Linked DNA regions of Mus musculus: region 1 is linked to region 2. The links are chromatin contacts, called in public Hi-C maps. All regions are on one chromosome and are shown on one strand. Each heading gives the region's core, a stretch centred on a gene start, on an enhancer-like site or on the middle of the called end of the contact. The rest is flanking DNA. Distances are from core to core; before and after follow the strand shown. Region 1 overlaps Col25a1 (collagen, type XXV, alpha 1). Region 2 overlaps Col25a1 (collagen, type XXV, alpha 1).

The links. A called contact is a pair of places that touch in the nucleus more often than the background predicts.
Region 1: a Hi-C map of cranial neural crest shows a contact between it and region 2, with 1.7 times the contacts expected there. The contact joins two enhancer-like sites. A contact is called at or near these places in 1 of 484 Hi-C or Micro-C datasets (cranial neural crest), 1 of 115 datasets of contacts at active chromatin or transcription factors (embryonic basal ganglia) and 1 of 9 other capture datasets (embryonic stem cells).

Annotation. Positions count from the first base shown.
Region 1 is chr3:130,586,778-130,589,791 of GRCm38.p6, forward strand. The region is part of intron 35 of Col25a1 (collagen, type XXV, alpha 1); the gene reads left to right. Among named protein-coding and RNA genes, the nearest start is that of Etnppl, 29 kb to the right of the region's middle. Within about 2 kb of position 1,659, at least 7 of the 459 cell types and tissues checked have an H3K27ac peak or open chromatin away from gene starts, as enhancers often do.
Region 2 is chr3:130,313,917-130,316,976 of GRCm38.p6, forward strand. The region is part of intron 2 of Col25a1 (collagen, type XXV, alpha 1); the gene reads left to right. Among named protein-coding and RNA genes, the nearest start is that of Gm22682, 110 kb to the left of the region's middle. Within about 2 kb of position 1,650, at least 5 of the 459 cell types and tissues checked have an H3K27ac peak or open chromatin away from gene starts, as enhancers often do.

The sequences.
Region 1 (3,014 bases), core at 409-2,908, 270 kb after region 2:
TCTTGAACAGTGAAACTCATTCCTGTTATGATGCAAGACCAAAAGAGATGTGTCAAAGAAAAGCAACGAAGCCCCTGCATGTGTTTTAGGAATTAGGAGTTTCTCAGCCTCCCGTTGGTAAGAGCCCATACCATGGTCATCTCAAGCTCCGCCTTCCACATCATCACATACCGTGAGCACCTGTGCATTCCTCTCCCACGATAAACCTTAAAATCGTCACACTGCCACCCCAAGGTGGGTGCTGTTATTTCCCTATTTCAAAAACGAGGAAAAGTATGCTATAAGAAGTTCTTTTCCACATTATAAATCCTGACTACAAATTGTAATGCAGTTTGAGACAGGTTCTATGTGAGACCATTGAACACAGCAAATTGTTTTTAAAAGATCTGCTTAATTGTTATATATTTACCTAGTGGGTTGTATGGGTCTAAAATGTTACACAAGGAAAAAAATTTATCATGCAGTACTCAGTTTTATTATCTTTAAAGAAGTTGGAAATTATACCAGTATTGGCTCAGTGTAGAGTTCTTACTGAGCATGTGCAAAGCCCTGAGTTCATTCTCCCAGCATAGCAAAGAAAAAAGAATGAAGAGTCTAGGGGAGAGGAGAAATTTTCATTACTGTAGCTTATAAAACCATAAGCTACTCACATATCCTCCCTCAGAAAAATGCTAGTCACTCACACAAAAATATTTCCACAATTATTCCAAGTTTTATATTTAGGAAAATTAGATTCTAAAGGTTAAACACTTTGTATATATCTCTTTCATCAGTATAAGAAATGAAAACTGACAATAATTATCACATTTCAACTGCTCATACACACGATGACACATAACTTTGAAGAATATAGATTATCACTTCATTTTACAACATGCTGTTGATTGATAATGTTGACATGTTCTTCTCTGTGATAGCATTAACATATCATTCTTCATAATGGCTCTTTTCCATAAAGCTTGCTGTTCGCTGAAATATCAACCCCAAATCATTGCCTATCACAGTAATTCCAGTAGTTAGTCTGAAGTCCATTTGCCAATCAAGCAATGAATGCCACTTAACCAACACACCTGGTCTTGGTTAGTCCTACTCAAAGATGGCTCCGCTGCCTTCAGGAAGGGCAAAGCACAGGTAAAAAGTTTCTATCAGTTCATGTCATGACACTGAAGCTGCTCGCTGAAGTGGGTGCTGATTCTTCATGAGTGAGCACTTGCTTCCAAAGGCATCGTCCATTTCCTGTCTCACCTGCTCCTCCTTCCCTCTCCCTGTCACAGCTTTGCCTTCACCCATGCTCTAGTGAACCACACCAAATTTCTATCCCCTGTATCCAAGAAGCCCAAGTGGTTTTGATTCCAAGCCTTCTGCCCCCATGTTCTTGGCACACAGGAGATGACCAAGGCGGAGCTTTCGGCCCATGCTGTCAGAGTGAATGTATTAATTTGAATGAGTGTCTCATACTTCAATGCGGTGTGCGCATTGTTCTGTCTATTTTCCTTTGAATATTCATGTTGCTTGCTTCAGACTGTTCGGTTTTATTGCAACTGCCATCCAGATTGCAGGATGAATGCTCTCATCTACGTATGTATCTATGTACTGTCTTCTGCATTCTGCACAGCACCAACTGCCTGTCTATACGTTTGCAGATGTCTCCGTTAATGTGAACCAGCTGGGGTGCATTCCTTCCCTCCTCTCCTTTCGCCTCCTTTCCTAAATTCCTCCATCCCTAGGACCCATGCCGACATCCTACAAACCTTGACCTTGATTCCCAAATACTAATTTCCATGGCTACATTCCCACTACGTAATTATCCTGCCTACCTCATTTTAATGAGCCCAGACTGCTTTTCCTATCTGCAGCGTTGTGGGCTGGAAACTCATTTACCATTGTGAACAACAAAGATTGAAGAAGACCGCCTAGGTTTATCCAACTGTTTCTCCAGTTGGCATTGCTGCCGTGTACTAGCACCTGAAATCTGTGTTTAACTCAATCAGTCAAGTGTTCACTTTTATTTTTGCCAGAGAGGAAAAGTTAAACACAATAGAGGCACGTTTTAATACTGGAATGTTTTTACTGGGAGCTGCAGAATAGAGTACGACTGGACAGCCTTGGGAGAGAGCAAAGCTGTAGCCTCTCCCTCTGAGTCTGTACAGCCATTATGTGTTAAAGAATACGGAGGGTAAAGGCAAGTTAAAATTACTCACAATTGGGTAGAGCATCCATTACCCTAAGCCCAGCTCCACCTGATACCAACTGGCTTCAGTGTAACTTGTCCGCCATCTTTGCCTGGTCCACAGAACAAATCCCTAATTCACTGTTGACTCAGATATTTTGACAGTCAGCACTGGTCTGCCTTTCTGATGCATCAGCCCTTTTGGTATCCTCCTTTCTTTTTGTTGAATGTCATAAATAAATAATCAATCAATCAGCCAACCAACCAATCTATCCTGTTTCCAGAATCCATTGTCAGCATGGCAGCTTAAGTTATTTTTTTTATAGCATCGTGTCATATGTACATCAGTAAACAATGGTAAATGCCTCCAGACTATTTCTAGCTAAGCCATACTTTGGATAATTTTTATTCTACACCCCCTCAAAATAAAACCTGTCTTTTATTTAAACCCTTGTATCCACAGGGGGAAAAGGGAAAGAAAGGCAAAAGGGGGCCTAAAGGGGAGAAAGGAGAACAGGGCGCTCCTGGATTAGATGCACCCTGCCCGTTGGTATGTCTAACTGATGCAACCGTCTCCAGATGTCTTGTGATGGGATGAGGATAAGATGGGAGAGGAGCAGGCCAGAGGGGTCAGTAACAGCAGGTCCTGGGAGGGCCACTTAACACAGACTTTCCGACGGTGTTCAGAAGTACGAGGCTACACTGGTGTCCTTGACATCTTGTTGCCAGCCACTCAACACTACTCGTTTCTAAATTTACAAGCAGTGCTGGCTGTCAGGAACCTGACTGTAGGGTGTGAAGAAGAGCCAACAGCATCCCATATCCCTCCAAACAGGAGGCCAAT
Region 2 (3,060 bases), core at 400-2,899:
GTAATGTTTTATGAGATGACCCCAGTGCCTCTCAGCATTGCCATGCGTTAAGTAGGCTCAAAAAAAAAAAAAATCCATTTTTCAGTGCTGTCAAAGAATGTAGTTCCCTATGTGTTTCAATACTTTGCTAAAGTTCACATTACTTAAATTGATAAATAATTTCAACTTTCCTTTAATGACACCAAATTACCCAGTAGAAAATTGCTTTTGAAACGTTTCTCCATCACTGACTATTGTAAGCTGTAGGGCTGTTGCTTACAATGTGGTTCAGTTCCAGAAACACTTAGAGTACTTATTATGGGTTTTGATGGAAAGTATAACCATCAATGTAGGCAGCGCACAGCTTAGGGGAATGTGTGGAGGCAAGGAGTATAATCCAGATGCAGTGTGTGTGATGATGACCTCGTGATGATGAGACCTCAGGTCACCTCATATGTTTCTGAAGATAGGCTTCTCAAATGTGCTCAGTGAAGATGTGTACAATCATGCAAGGTAGAGGGGAGGGCAAGGGACTGGGTGAGATTTCAAGGTAAGGAGAATCATACTGTCTGGGGAGTGACAGGATGGCACTGTTTCAACTGTGGAACATGGGTTGCAACTGAGGAGAGAGGTGGCAGGGAGACTATGATCACCATGGAGTGTGGTGGAGCAGAACATTGTACATGTGAGCCCGAGGACCAGACAGGGATGCTGTACCTGGGTGAGAAGCATTCTCAAGACTCACTGTTTCACTTGGACACTGGGTGGCCTGGAAGAGTGGATATTGTGATGGAGAAATTAACTTGAAGTTTTTTTTTTTTTGTAGTGATAAGAAAAATCTATTCCTTTTTTCATGTTAATTAATACTCAGAGTTAATTTCAGTGTATGCATATATTCAAAAACCACCTGACCTCTGTTACTGCTTCTTATTATTATGGAGTCTAATTAGGCTGATTCTTTCTAGCCTGCTATGACTTGAGTTTTGAGGAATCACATATTTGTGAAGATTGTTGCGCGTCTAGATTCTGAGGCCGTGCGTTATCATTGACCTAGTTTATTTGGACTGCAGTATTGCCCCTGTCTGAAGAGTGTCTCATACAGTGGCAGTGGAGCTGAAGTTCGTCATCCTGACTGCAGGAAGCTTTCTCTGTACACTCACTGCATTTGCATTGACACTCTCTAGGCTTCTTTAAAACCACACGCCCCAAGAACCAGTTTAAAAAGGAGGAGGCCCACCTGAGTGGTCCACGCAGGAACAGATCTCCAAGCTCTTCTGTGGTGAGCCTTTTCCTTTGTCAGCATGGCTCTTCAAATAATCCATTCCTTAGGCCATGGATCTCATGGTAAGATTGAGTTCTAAATATGCAAAAATATTCTACTGCATTTTCTTTTGAGTAGCAAAGCTAGAGTAATATAATTTCTATAAAGAAGATTATCAATAATTTTTTAATAAATACTTAATAAATATTTCTAGTCTGGCTCAGCTTGAGATGCAAATGCTTTGGAGTCTAAGGAGATTTGGGGTGAGTATGGCAAAGCTTTCTTGTGCTTGTGGGTCTCTGGTGGAGGGACCCTGGTTACTGTCTGCCTTCTTTCCTTAAGATAAGAGAAGAGGACTGGATCCCATTGGTCTGGCATTAACCGGTAAATGTGTTTCCAATTTAGACGTCTGAAACTATATTATGGTAATCATTGGAAGTTTTAAATTGAATAACAAGCTGTAGTGCAAATGCAGGTTACAAATTAGGAAAAGTGCAGGTGAGAAACACACATGCTGCCAAAGGTCTTTAGCTCAGTGTTCTCTTGCTAGCACCTCAGCAGTAGAGATGCAGCAAGCCTCTCTTACATCCACAGTTTGGGGTTTTGCAGATTTTGGGACGTGGCGGTTCCAGTCTCTGTGTTTTGCAACTATAAAATACTTAAGTGCAGCATGCACACACATGGACTAGGCTTGGTCTGGAGATGTGTGCAGATTCCACGGGACACGTGGGTATAGGACGTGGATATAAGTCCAGGAGTTATGGAAGTGTAAAGTTTGGAGGTCGATAACTGAATGAAAATCTTGGGAGATGAGAAAAGGGGAAGGCCATATTCCGCCAGAGTGGAAAGCCTGCTGCTCTGTGCTGAAAGGGAGACGCTGCTGGGGGAAACATGGAACACATCACCCTGCCTCTTGACAGCTTCACCTTGGAGAGAAGCAGATTCAATCCTTCCAGTTGCTGTTTTGAAGTTAAAAGTGTTTGACCGGGTGCAGCCCCTGAATGGTGTTTAAGGAATAAAGAGAAAGGGCAGGAAGTACTAATTGGCAAATTACTCCTTGTTATTTAGTTTGGCTTCCAAGGTAGAAAGTTCAATAATGAGGAGCTTTGTGGAAGTTGCCAGTAAGCAGGACCAGGGAGCTTTTTTCTTCAATTACTATTTAATGCGAGCATATTCCCGACACACATTGTACCATTTAGGCCATCATTTTCTATTAAACAAATATTGTCCTATAATGATTTTTAAGCCTCTCTCTATGGATGCATTTATGATTTTTGAACCATCTAAATGAAGCACAACTTGCGAAGAGGAGACGAATTGATTTTTTTTCACGTCACATGGTACTTCTTGAGGTGTGTTATCACTTCACAGTTTCTCCGTGTTCAAAAAAAAATACATTTACTTGACAGCTTCTTCATGGTTGTCCTAATCCTAATTAGAGAAAGGAAAACATCAATAAGACTTTAGAAATAATTCCAAACTATGTTACCACAAAGAGAATATGGCCTCTCTCGATTCTAGCACCTCCGAATGTTAACAGAGAATTTATTGATTTAACGAATAACAATAATATTTTTGATATTATTTTTGAGGAATTAAAAAATAAAAAAGGACTTCAGATTCCACACCACCTTCTGACTAGGCGACCATCACTGTGGGATGGCTCTGCTCGGGCTTGAGTCAAAGCAGCTCAGAGTTTATATCTCTTTGTTTTGTTGGGCACCACTGAAGTTTAATGCCAGACTTATCAAAGGCCACACAGAGAACGAGGAATTCAAATTTACTCAAGGAAAGAAGAATTTCAGAATAAACAGTTATGC